2 separate regions of the Mus musculus genome follow, and region 1 is linked to region 2. Evidence: chromatin contacts called from public HiChIP or PLAC-seq data. All regions are on one chromosome and are shown on one strand. Each heading gives the region's core, a stretch centred on a gene start, on an enhancer-like site or on the middle of the called end of the contact. The rest is flanking DNA. Distances are from core to core; before and after follow the strand shown. Region 1 overlaps Arsg (arylsulfatase G). Region 2 has its middle 15 kb from the start of 1700023C21Rik.

Region 1 (6,760 bases), core at 791-3,290, 310 kb after region 2:
GTGGGACTTGCCAGAACCAGGGTGCTGGGCCCACATGGATTCTGGCACGGTTGGACTTTCCCAGAAAAGAGGTCCTGGTACCCAGAGACCAGGACAGCATCAGACTTCAGGGTTATCCTTCCTCTTTCCAGGGCGCTGCCTACGACCCTAAGGCAGAGTTTCCCATTGACTACGGGACAAAGTGTTTCTATTTGCCTGTAGCTTTCACAGTTCACAAAACTGGTAGCTTATCTCTTGAGATAGGCACTCCAGGAACTGGCATCCCACACTGGTGTGCAGTCAAGGCACGCGGAGTCAGCGTGCAACAGAGTACAGAACACTCTGGAATCCTGTCCAGAGTCCAAGGTCCCTGCCACAAACCAGGAAACAGGCAGGTCTACAGTGTGGCCTGCAAGGGGTGAGATGGTTTAGGGCTGTTCAAGCTCAGTCTCTTTCTCTCTCTCTCCCTCCCTCCCTCCCTCCCTCTCTCTCCCTCCCCCCCTCTCTCTCTCACACACACACACACACACACCACACAGAGTTGCACCCCTGAGGGACATCAGCATCAAACCCATAAGAAAGAAAAACAGGCACCACAATAGAGATTTTTAATTTGTGTGTTATGAATACATGTGTGTGGTGTACACACCTATGTGGAGATGTCTACACACCTGTGTGTGGTGTTCACACCTATGTGGAGATGTCTACACACCTGTGTGGTGTGCACACCTATGTGGAGATGTCTACACACCTGTGCGGGGGGTGCACACCTATGTGGGGTGCCTACACACCTGTGGGGGGGTGCATACCCATGTAGAGGTGCCTACACACCTATGTGGGGTGTGCACACCTATGTAGAGATGTCTACACACCTATGTGTGGTGTGCACACCTATGTGGAGATGTCTACACACCTGTGCGGGGTGTGCACACCTATGTGGAGGTGCCTACACACTTGTGTGTGGTGTACACACCTATGTGGAGATGTCTACACACCTGTGTGTGGTGTGCACACCTATGTGGAGATGTCTACACACCTGTGTGTGGTGTGCACACCTATGTGGGGTGCCTACACACCTGTGTGGGGTGTGCACACCTATGTGGAGGTGCCTACACACCTGAGTATGGTGTGCACACCTATGTGGAGATGTCTACACACCTGTGTGGGGTGTGCACACCTATGTGGAGATGTCTACACATCTGAGTATGGTGTGCATACCTATGTGGAGATGCCAACACACCTGTATGCATATGCAGAAGCGGGAATAAGGTATTGGATGTCTTCTATCTGTCACTGGTTATTCCTTTGAGGCAGTGTCTCTCCCTGAACCTGGGGCTTGCATCTTCTCTGCTAGATCGAAGCCAGCAAGGCCCGTTGATTTTTTTCATGCCGTCTCACCCTGCCCATCTTGAGCTGAGGTTGCAGGGAAGCACAGGCTGCCCAGTTTGCTACGTGGGTGCTGGGATCTAAAACCCAGTCTTCTTTATTGCTCAGAGAAGGCTCTTGACCAATAAGCCATCTCTTCTCCCTCTCTCTCTGTCTCTCTCTGTCTCTCTCTGTCTCTCTCTCTCTCTTTCTCTCTCTCTCTCTCTCTCTCTCTCTCTCTCTCTCTCACACACACACACACACACACACACACACACACGAAGTAGACTGTAGGCTTTCTTTTGTGGTCTTCGGAGACATCAGCGTCACAGACGGGTCAAATCAGCAAGTCTGGGAGACTCTGTATTGACTTTCAGAATGAATTACATACTTTCCTTTTTCCATCCTTTTCCTCCTCTGCATCACGAGGTTTGGCATCTTACCACAGCACTAATCCAGATCTAAACACTCCAGGGAATCCCAGTGTGTCAGTGTGGCATGCCCTTCAGAGGTTTCTAATCTACACAGAACTCAAGAAGAACTGCCTCACACAAAGAAAACTTCTTCAACAGGTTTGGTGACTCTCACTGCTCAGGGGAGCCAAGTCCAGCATTGGGCATGCCTGGGCTGTCAGTCACTCGTCGGAGAATGGCAGGAGCCCAGCCCCTGAGCTAAGCCTGTGACCAGGAAATGCTCCATGCAACACACAGACCTGGGCTTTCCTGCATGTGAACCTGGAGGGCAGATCTGTTTTACAGAGGCTGCTGATAGAGGGCAGATTTGTCTTACAGAGGCTGCTGATGGCTTTCCAGGCCTCAGTCTTAACCCAAGAAACAGGTCCTGGAAGTCTCAGAAGCCTTGAAGAAATAGAACAAGCAAACAAGCAAAGAACAACAACAAAAAAGCCAAACCCCAAACCTGCAAAACCAACCCTGCACTTCCAATGCGTTCACTGGGATGCTTGGCTTTTTATCCTTGCTTTCATGGGGTTTCCTGTCCTTTTTTTTTTTTTTTTCTTAAAAAAAAGAGGAGTTGGAGAGACAGCTCAGCTCTTGCAGAGGCCCTAAGTTTGATTTCCAGGCCCCACATTAGGCAGCTCAGAACTTCCTGTAACTTCAACCTCTGTGGGTAGCTGTACTCGCATGTACATACTGCCTCCCCCCACCACAAACACACACACACACACACACACACACACACACCTCGCCACCCAAAAGGCATAATGAAGCCTAAACGAAATTACATTTTACAACTATTGATGTGAAGACAAATATATAAAGATGCTATTTTATCCCACTTTAAAGTACTTTTCCTTTCTTCTTTGGGGTGTGTGTGTGTATGTGTGTGTGTGTGTGTGTGTGTGTGTGTGTGTGTGTGTGTGTGTGTGTGATCCCTCAGAGTGCTGGGGTCACAGGCATACATTGGGCTATTCCGATGTGGATTCTGGGGACTCAGACTCAGGTTCTGTGCTTGTGTAAGTATTTCTATCCACTGAGAAACCTCCCTAGCCCCAAGTATTTTCTTTATCTTGTTTTGAGACAAGACTGTCACGTATCCAAGGCTAGGTTCTAGTGTTGAGATTACTGCACCACCAAACCCTGTATAGGCAGTGCTGGGGGATCGAACCCTAGATTTTGTGTGTGCTGGGCAAACACTCTACCAACTGAGCTACATCCCTGCTCCCCTCACGTAAATATCTTACAGGCTCTGGCATTGTCCTTTATGGGTCTGATGTATAAGTGGGTTTCTGTCCCACAAACACTACTTCACAAGCCCTCTGATAGTGGAAAGGAAGGCAGGGCCCACTCACGAAAGGAGATAGCTGAGATAGAGAGGCCTCTGCATGGTGACACAAAAGGCTAGCCTGGGAGTGGGCAACGTGACCCCTGAGTAAGCTGGAGTCGCTCTTCCGCATCGTTCCATCCTTACAAAACTATTGTCTTTTTCGTGGTTCTCTGACATTTGTTCATAGGAGATGTGTACGTTTCTGAAACCTTTTTTTTGTTTGTTTTTAAAATAAGATCTTGCTATGCTGTCCAGGCTGCTTTGGAGTTCTAAATTCAAGCAACTGTTTTGTTTCAGATCCTCCCAGGGGGTGGGGACCCATCCAACCGGTTAGGTTAGTGCTCTCATCCAAACAAGGTATCAAAGGGAATTGACTGGGTGGCTGTGAGGAGGGTACTAAAGGCTCTGCCTGCTGTACCCCAGGCTATGTGAGCAAGGAATGAAGGGTCACATGGGGGCTTCCTTCTGGTAGAACAGCCCTGGGCTCCAATGTTGGGTGAGTGTCAGGGAGAGGACAGGAGGGAGGGTTTCCATAGAAGCTGAGCACGGTTGTACTAGGGGGAAATCTGACCCAAGGATGGGTAGAGAGAAGAGGATGTAGTGGTTTGAATATGCTTGGCCCAGGGAATGGCACTATTAGGAGGTATGACCTTGCTCGAGGAGGGGTGGCCTTGTTGGAGGAAGTGTGTCACTGTGGGTGTGGGCAATAAGACCCTCCTCCTAACCATGTGAAAACCTACTTTTTCCTAGAGGCCTTCAGATGAAAAGGTAGAAGAACTCTCAGCTTCTCCTGTACCATGTGTGCCTGGATGCTACCATACTCCTGCTTTGATGTTAATGGACTGAGTCTCTGAACCTGTAAGCCATCTTCAATTAAATGTTGTCCTTATAAGGGTTGCCTTGGTCATGGTGTCTGTTCACAGCAGTAAAACCCTAACTAAGACAGGGGGCTTTCAGGGAAGGGTTGGGGATACTTGGACCCAGATAAAGGAGTGACTCTCATCTCCTCTCTCCCTGGGAGATAAGTACAGAAAGATGCCAAGAATAGAAGAGTTGGGAAGAGAACCACCTCCAGTGGAGGAATAGAACTGTCCCGAGGATCCAGAAACAGGTTCTTTTTTAGCATTTAATTGTAATTTTCTTTCTGCATTGTTTAGTCCCTCTCATTATCCCTGAAAAAAGGCTAGGTTCCCACCCCTTCCTGGTCTTAGTCACACTGCAGAGGCTTCAGGGACTAGCCCGTGTTCACGTTTGACTGGCAGCCCATCTCAGTAGCTCCCCACCCTGGAATCTCTCTTACAGACAAAAAGCATCTACTTCAGAGATACTTGAGTGTCGGGAATACCAGATCACAAATGGTGAATCATGGACATCAGCCCAGCAGGCTGGAAAGAGACACTGACCCATCTCCCTCAACCCTCACCGCAGCCAGGAGGGAGCAGAGGGCCTTGAAGAGAGATGCATGGTTGGGTACCACAGGACATGCTGTAGACAAGGGATCTTTACAGCTTCTGTCTCTGGACCCAATTCTATGCCTGCAGACAAGACAGAGCCTGCCGACCTTTACCCCTTCCATATAACCACTGTCTTATTCATATCCGCAGACCCACCACCCGGCCCCCAGGGTAGCTCAGGGCTCCTCTGCAACTCTAGCTGATTTTCCAATGAGATTATTGGCCCAGCCAATTCTGGCTTGCCTCCATTCTTGCCAGATGTGATGCTCTTTCCACAACAGGGATGGGGAATGTCCATCTCAAGCAACATATGTGGCCAGTCCTCCATCAACAACAGGGATGAAGATGTTCATCTCAGGCACAAAGCCAGGTGTGGTTCTCCATTGACAACAGGGATAGAGATGCTCATCTCAGGCACAGAGCCAGGTGTGGTCCGCCATTGAGAAATGGGATGAAGATGCTCATCTCAGGTACAGAGCTAGGTATGGTCCTCCATTGAGAAATGGGATGAAGATGCTCATCTCAAGCACAGAAGAGACCCTTCATCTTTTTTCATAAGACTAAGAGAAATTTCCCTAAGGTTCTTTTTGTCCTTTCAGGGGACACAGGACTGCCTGGAGATACCTTGATTGTCACAAACAGTTACTGGGAAGAGGCCTGGCAATGTGCTAAATATCTCAAATGCACAGAATAGACCCCACATGTCACAGCCAAGAATTACTTGACTCAAAATACACATGATGCTACATTCAAGAAACCCTGAACTAGAATTGTAAGGTAAAACTATTGTGCCTTTTCTACTTTGCCCCCAAAGCCATTCTTCTGAGGGAAACTTAATTTCTCGACATCAAGAACACCCAAGCTGAGCCGGGCGGTGGTGGCACACGCCTTTAATCCCAGCACTCGGGAGGCAGAGGCAGGCGGATTTCTGAGTTCGAGACCAGCCTGGTCTACAGAGTGAGTTCCAGGACAGCCAGGGCTGCAGAGAAACCCTGTCTCGAAAAACAAACAAACAAACAAAGAACACCCAAGCTATTTGCTCATCACTGCTCCCTGGTCTCCAGAGCAATGTTTCACCCACAGTCAGAACCAGGAACAAGGATGGGTCGTCTCTATTCGATAATTGTGTCTTTGGGCTTTGTGGGGGTGGGCAGTCATGTGCAAGATCTTTCTAAAATACTATTATATCACTTTGGCACACATCCGAATATTAATGCTGAGTATCTCTAAAAGGTAGCCAATGAGATTTGTGCTAAACACTCTCCGGCACACCCTTTTTAAATTTAATTTGTATTATATTCATTTGTTTTTTTGTGTGTGTCTGTGTGTGGACACAGCAGCACCGTAGTGTTCACATAGGGTCAGAAGAATCAATCCTCTACTTCCACCATGTGGGACCCAGGGATGGAACTCGGGTCACCTTTGTAGACTAAGCCATCTTGTTCCCGCCCCACGCCCACTCCTGCACACTGTTTGTAACATTTTCTGTATTCACAACAGTACATTTATATTAACCTGACTGTTTTTAAGATGCCATAATTTCTTGGGGCCATTTCAATAGAAGCTGAAGGAACCCCTGGCCATGAAGAAGTTACCTCCGCTGTGGACGATCTCTATCCTCAAAGAACAAAGTACTAAAACCGCCACAAGCTCGGGCTCCCACACAGTGAAATGTGAGCACTCCATTCTAGGGCATGAATCAAAATCATGTTCCCCTCGGTGCTGGCCTGTGGGGCCACAGGGAAAAGCCAGTAAGAAGCCCCACCATTCCTGTGTTCCCTTACATGGATTAACATGAGAAAGGAGCAGGACAGAGGAACCAGCTGCCGTTCAGACTATCTTCACACCAAAACCATCCTAAGAGTGGCTGGCATGCTCTGATAGTTTTCTTCTGATAAAGTACCAGAGGCCCTCAAGAAAACCCTATCTATACCAAGAACTCTCTCTAGCCACCAAACTATGACCTCCATCCTTGTCTTCTGATGATCAACAAGTCAACAGCCTACTGTGGAACAGTAATTGATGGTAACTACAAACACAGTAGTTCAGTATGTTTCCTCAGTGAAACCCCAAGCTTTGAAGACTCTATGGAGTTGTTTGTGCCTGTGCAGCCCAGAGCTTGCCCTTTTGATAAGCAGTCTGGATACACCCAGTCAGATCTATAAAAGCAGTCCTCC
Region 2 (6,710 bases), core at 1,980-4,479:
GACCAGAAGATGGAGGATAAAGAGGGCGGGGCACAGAGAGTAGGAGAGACATGGGTGTATATGCGAATGGTATATGTATGTAAGAGCATGTTGTATGATGAATTCTACGAACGTGTATGATAAATATAATCAGAATTTTTTAAAAAGATAGATATGGTCAGAGAACCCCATGGATAGTTCCTGTGAGGAAAACAAGAGGTCAGGAGGTGAGCCAGTCGCATGGGTGTTGGGAATCAGGAGTGGCCATTGCGTTGAAAAGGGATGTCAGTGCTTTGATACGTATGCAGAAGACGATGAAGCAAAATGCTTGGGATTACGTTTATAATGGGATTTGAAGGCACCGTTGCATAGAGTGACAGTTAATTTTTAATTAGTTTAATTTTTAATTTTTTAATTAGTTAATAAGTGTAGGGTGAAGGGTGTGAGCATATTCCATGGCATAAGTGTGGAGCTCAGGGGACAACTTTCAGGAGTCTGTTCTTTCCTGCCACTAGGGGCGCCAGAGATCATTAGGCTTATGTGTCAGGTACTTTTCACTGCTGAGCCATCTCACAAGCAGTTCATTTGACAGGACCTAGAGAGGCCAATGAGTATGTCTGGAGAGAATCTGCAAACAGGATTGACACGTGGACTGATAACTGAGAGAGAAAGACCCTCCCTGGCTGTGGACAGCACTACCCAACAGGTAGGGATGAAGAAGAGGAAGATGACAGCCAGCATGTGAAGGCATCGTTCTTGGGGGGGGGGGGGGCGGTGATCTGTGATTGCTTCCATCACCATTGGAAAGCTGACTCCAGCTTCGATGGTCTCTGAGTCTCACTAGTGACTTCTCCCATCAGCATCTGAGTGGGCGTCTTCACTGGCCGCCTGAGGCTTCCATCTTCTCTGCCTCTCTAGGGTACAGACAGCCATTGTTGGACTTCACAGCCTCCACTTGTGTTCGGGTCCCATCCTAACATTCAGGCACTGAGGTGGAGTAGTGAGTAGGTGGACCAGAGGCTGATAACCTCAGGCCATTTACTTTCTCTTACTTTGGGGTGGGGGGGGGGGGCGGGGAAGAAGCTGATGGCTTCTGGCAATTAACTCCTGCTGATGGCCGCAAGGGATTAAGAAAAGAAACTTAGTTACTTGGGCTCTTTACTCTTTGACTGGGGCGTCTCTGACTGGCCTGAGAGGCTCCAAGGAGCTCAGTAACCCTTCATGAGCCAGAGAGAAAGAAATAGGATAAAAAGTAAGCCATGCCCACCCGCGCGCGCACACACACACACACACACACACACACACACACACAAAACCATCAGTTTCATCAATTTCACAAATGCACATGCATAGTTACATACATGCACATATACCTACATATGTGTGTACATGCAGACACATACATACACACACATATTTACAGATATGTACATTTGGCGAATGGAGCAAAGCCACAACAGCCACACTATTTTTTTCCCTCTCAGCCTTTTTATAACTCCTTAGACAAAAGTTCTTTATAAAATTAGCCCACAGATAAAATGTTACACAAAAAGGAGTTACAGAAGGATGTCCGTAGTAAGTTCAAAGCAGTGTTACATTCTATAAGCTCATTATAAGTTCAAAGCAACAGTTTCCCATGGCCTTGCTCTATCATGGTGCATACCTGTGGCTTCATCCTTGCACCTGACCTAGAATGAATGTTTTTCCTTGATCACAATTCTGCCCCAAGCCTGTTTCTCTTTTTTTTCCTGTAATTTATGAAAGCTCATTGTGTTCCTAATTATGCAGCCTTTACTATTCTATGAGGAGTGGGTACATTCTATTCTTGATTCTAACTATATTACATCTTTCTGGCAAAACGACTAAAACCGTCTCCTTAAACTTTCTTCCTAAAATTATTTGAATCAAACCAGGAATTCTATAAAGTCATTAATTCATCTAAACAGCACTAATTTATGAAAGTTCATCTTCATGTTGATCTGCAGGAAATTTGCCCAATTGGGTGGGCTGGTGCCCAGGAATCATTGGGCTATGTAATAGTGATGGGAAAGTCATAACATCGGTGAGAAGCAATCCTGGGATGACGTCTCTGGGGTCCATGCCTGTCAGAGCTCACCTGTCACAGCCATGCAAAGTGGTGGGCCATCCTCAAAAAAAAAAAAAAACCTTACTTGGTTGCCAAGCTTCATGGCTTATGCCACAATTACATATGCCAGTCCCCCCCCCCAAAAAAAAAATCCCCTTAGCTGTGTTTCCTGTCTGCTAAGAATCAAAGAACAGCCTCCACTGAGCCCCCCCCCCCCAGGATAATATTCTACCCAAGCATGTGAGGCTAAAAGCCAGGATGAACCCTCTGAAACAGTGACCTAAAATAAAAGAAAGGAGCTTTTGTTTCTCCAAGTATTTAGCCACAGCAAAGAGCAAAGGAAGTAATGCATATAGGACCACCTGTTTCAAACCAAAGAAGATGCACATGTGAGTTCCATGGGAAAGTCTCTGATGAGCTGAGCCCTTCATTCAAGTCTAATGGGTTTGTGCAAAAAATAAAAAAGAAAGACATATCAATGTCTGTTACATCATTAGTACATCTTATCCCTCCTGCTATAAAACTCCAGTGACTTGTTCTCCAGTGGCTTCATAACTGATGCTGGGAAAACCCACTTGACATGAAGTGCTCTTTACAAAGTGGTATTGCTTCAAAACGGTAACCCTAGGGACTGAAGAGATGTCTCAGTGGTTGTGAGAGCATGCTGCTCTCTTGTGTGCCTGAATTTGATTTCCAGCATCCATGTCGGCTGACTTAAAACCACCTGCAACTCCAGCTCTGGGCCTTCGTGGGCACCTGTACACACACACACACACACACACACACACACACACACACACCTGTGAATATGTAAAAATAAAGATAAATGTAAAAATCCACAATAAATAGGACAGACAGATGGACAGACAGGATAGGATACATAGATAAGAGCTGTAACCCTAGTTTTGCTTATTGCAGTCGGCCAGCCCATCCCACTAGTTTCATGCTTGCTACTACCCACATATGCATGAGTTGCTTCTCTGGAGATCCCTAAGTGATGTACCAACATCCTACTAAAATCATCTTGGGATGCCACAGACCCACTTAGGCCCTGATGCCCTGCTTTCCTTGTAACAAAAATGAGCCAGTCCCATCATCCTATCTCATCCAAAAAGAATCGGCAGTAATCACACAGCCACACGGTGGCGCTCCTGCTCTATCCCAGCGAGCCAGGTTCTCTGGAGAAAAGATCGGATCCAGAGCCGTGTTTGCAGGGGTTTTCAAAGCTAGCAATGAATAAGCAGCTGCAGAGGCATACAATTTAAGCCAAGAAGATTGCTGAGGGCCAGTAAAGGCAAGTTTACAGTCTTTGTGGTCTAGAAAAGTCCCTGTTCAGACGCCGCCTCCCTTGCAGAAGCTAAAAGTAGTCCCACAAATTCCTCCAGGGAAATGGGAAACCCCTGGGCCAGCAGGAAAGGGCGTGGGGGGGGGGGGTGTCATTGTCGAAGTTTGACTATCCCATTTCTCTAATTCTCCCTACAGTAAAAGACAGCTGTGCCTTGCTGTGTTTTCTTTCTTTCTCGATCATCGAGGTTGCTCTAAAGACTGAGGTCGCCCAAACCCAAGATCTGTAGCCTGCTTACTTGCATGTTTTTGCACACCGGATATGACTCAGGCTGCGCCCAGGATGTCTGCTGCCCACAATCCTTTGGGGGACAGGATCTGTCTGTGCCTCTGTGCAACCGTTTGGTTTATCTGCTGGCCGTCAGAACTCTACCCTGTCATTTAAGCCCCGAACTTAGCCACAGGTCTCAAAACGTCTTAATTCATGGGTTTCTCTAAGTCACGTGATCTCAGTATGAACGGTTTAAAATGCCTTCAGGTTTTTACATTTCTGCTTTTAATGAGGAAACAAACAGAACCAGATACAGGAGTAAGGTCAATGCCAGAGTTAGAAGCCATGGCTTCTGGGGCTGAAGGCGTGGCTTAGTGGGTGAAGCACTTGGTGTTCCTCATGCGCACCTGAGTTCGGATTCTCCAGCACCCATGTAAGCTGGGCATTGAATTGGCATGGCCCATGATTCTCGGGGGGGGGGGGTGCGGGGGGGTACAGATGAGAAGATCCCTGGATCTTACTAACCAGCCAGTTTGGTTGGAACAGTGACTTTCAGGCTCAGTTAGAGACCCTTTTTCAAATACTAAGGTGGACTCATAGGCATCTTGCTACATCAGTCATAAAGGAATATTTTGGAAGAATCAAAGCCAGAGGTCAGGGAGGACCGGAGCAAATGTGTGTTCCGGACACGGTAGGACCACTGCACTGGTGAACTCACAGCAGCTGTGGTTGCCTGTACAAGACCTGCACAGGACCACGACAGTCAGCATTGCAGCATGGAGGGACTCACAAGCCTACCACTTACTAAGGAGCATGGGCAATAGATGGCTTCTGGGAGTGACAGACTCCATTTTTCTTTAAGGGTGTGGCCTCTGAGAGGTTGCCTAAGTTCCAGTGGATTGCCCATACCCATGAGTATGTGGGCAGCTCAAACTGCAACCAGTGGCTAAAAACAAGAACTTGGGAAGAGTTAGGGGAAGGAGTGAAGGGTGATCAAAATACATTGTATGCATGGATGGATTCTCACAAAAGAAATAAAAGTATTGTGTTTTCTAAAGGTAGGGAAGATTAAAGGTTAAAAGGAACACATTTGATGTCAAACACCGGCGTGCAAGGGCACACACATACACACACAAAGGCATATATATTCATGCACACACACATGCATATGCATATGCTCATATGCACACATATATACATGCATATATATGTTCTGGGGGCCAGCTCTGGAGCTCTGGTTCTCTCTTGAAGGTAGTGAGGTGTGTGGTGCTGGAGAGTGTTGGCAGGGGCAAGACTTGATCTTGCGAGAGAGTAGGGTTGCTTTCTATAATAGCATTTACCTATCTTGATTTTAAGTTACTCTGAGGGCAGAAGCTGCAGGCCTCTGGACCTATTGATACTTGTTGCTAACAGAGATGACTAGTGACTAGGTAAAGGATTTATTGCTAGAGCTCCCTTCTCTGGCCAGGCATCCAGGAGCCCCTTACTGACTTGGCTGGTTAACTCTGTAAACCAGGAAAGAAATAAGAAGTCAGCCACACAGAAAACACACATCGGATGAAATGGTTACATCACCTTTTATTTATTGCTTTTATCTTTTAATAGCTTTTAGACATAAATTCTTACACACACACACACATACACGCATGCACATGCACACTGGTTGGGCCCAACCATCTGTCTCATCAACTCCACAAGTGTTCATGCATGCTTACATACATACACATACCTTCATATGTATAATAAACAAACAGGCATATACATTTGGGTGGGTTTATGAATAGATGGATAGGGCAGAGCCCTGTAAGCCAAACCATCCAACAACTTTATTTCTTTTCTGTGGCCTATGTATATGTTCTTAAAAAAAAAATCCTTAGAATATTACCCCAGAGGTAAAATGTTACATAAATGGGAGTTACAGACAGATGTTGATATTATGTTTAAAGCAGTGTTTCATTCGGTATGATCATTATAAGTTCAAAGCAACAGTTTTTCCATGACCTTGCCTCATACAGTACACACATAGGTCCACATAGGCTTTATCCTTGGACCTAAATGTTTTTCCTTGAACACCAATTTGTCCCAAGTCTACTTCCCTTTTTAGTGTGATTATGAGAGCTCATTCTTTTGTTTGGTTGTTTTTTTTTTTTTTTTTTTTGAGACAGGGTTTCTCAGTATAGCTCTGGCTGTCCTGGAACTCACTCTGTAGACCAGGCTAGCCTCTAACTCAGAAATCCACCTGCCTCTGCCTCCCGAGTGCTGGGATTAAAGGCATGTACCACCATGCCCGGCTATTCATTGTATTTCTTATTAGGCAGCCTTTACTTACTATATGAGAAGTGGGCACATTCTATTCTTGATTCTAACTTTATTAGATATTTCTAGCAAAACATCTAAAACCATCACTTAAAACTTTCCTCCTAAAATTATTTAAATCAAAGCAGGAATTCTATAGAATCATTAATTCATCTAAACAGCATTAATTCATGAAAGTTCATCTTTATGTTGATCTGCAGGAAGTCTGATTAATAGGGTGGGCTAATGCTCAGGGATTCTTATATTCATTTAATGACAGGAAAGGCATATCAGCTGCAAGAAGTAATCTTGTGATGAAGTCTCTTTGGGATGTTGCCTCATAGAGCTCACCCATCGCAGACCATGCAAAAGTAGGGTGGCGGGGGGGGGGTACCTCCAGGAAGTCCACCTGCTAACTTTAGCCTATCCTCGATGGCTCCTGACATATGCATATGCACACATGTATACACATATATACATACACAAATATATGCAGGCATATGTACAACAGTATACACATACATGCACACAGTTGTGTGCACACATACATAGAAATATGTATACACACACATATATATAGCATACACACACATGCATCCACACGCACAGTACACACATGTATAGCATACACATATGCACATGCATACACACACTTACACACACACAGAGATACAAGTCTTGACTCGCACTCAGAGATGCACCGACTTTCCTGAATTTCGGACGAGCAAGCAAGCTTCTCCCTTTTACACCATTCTTACTTCTGTCCACCCACTCATTGACTCACGCTGACCCACA

The links. HiChIP or PLAC-seq counts read pairs in DNA pulled down with a chosen protein or histone mark.
Region 1: a contact with region 2 is called in an H3K27ac HiChIP or PLAC-seq map of regulatory T cells, with 4 times the contacts expected there. The contact joins two enhancer-like sites. A contact is called at or near these places in 1 of 484 Hi-C or Micro-C datasets (embryonic fibroblasts) and 3 of 115 datasets of contacts at active chromatin or transcription factors (large pre-B cells, memory CD8 T cells and regulatory T cells).

The regions. Positions count from the first base shown.
Region 1 is chr11:109,549,846-109,556,605 of GRCm38.p6, reverse strand. The region is part of intron 11 of Arsg (arylsulfatase G); the gene reads right to left. Among named protein-coding and RNA genes, the nearest start is that of Gm39442, 25 kb to the left of the region's middle. Within about 2 kb of position 2,040, at least 63 of the 459 cell types and tissues checked have an H3K27ac peak or open chromatin away from gene starts, as enhancers often do. A contact at or near this core is called in memory CD8 T cells and regulatory T cells, where this site is marked.
Region 2 is chr11:109,857,315-109,864,024 of GRCm38.p6, reverse strand. No RefSeq gene overlaps it. Among named protein-coding and RNA genes, the nearest start is that of 1700023C21Rik, 15 kb to the right of the region's middle. Within about 2 kb of position 3,229, at least 229 of the 459 cell types and tissues checked have an H3K27ac peak or open chromatin away from gene starts, as enhancers often do. A contact at or near this core is called in memory CD8 T cells and regulatory T cells, where this site is marked.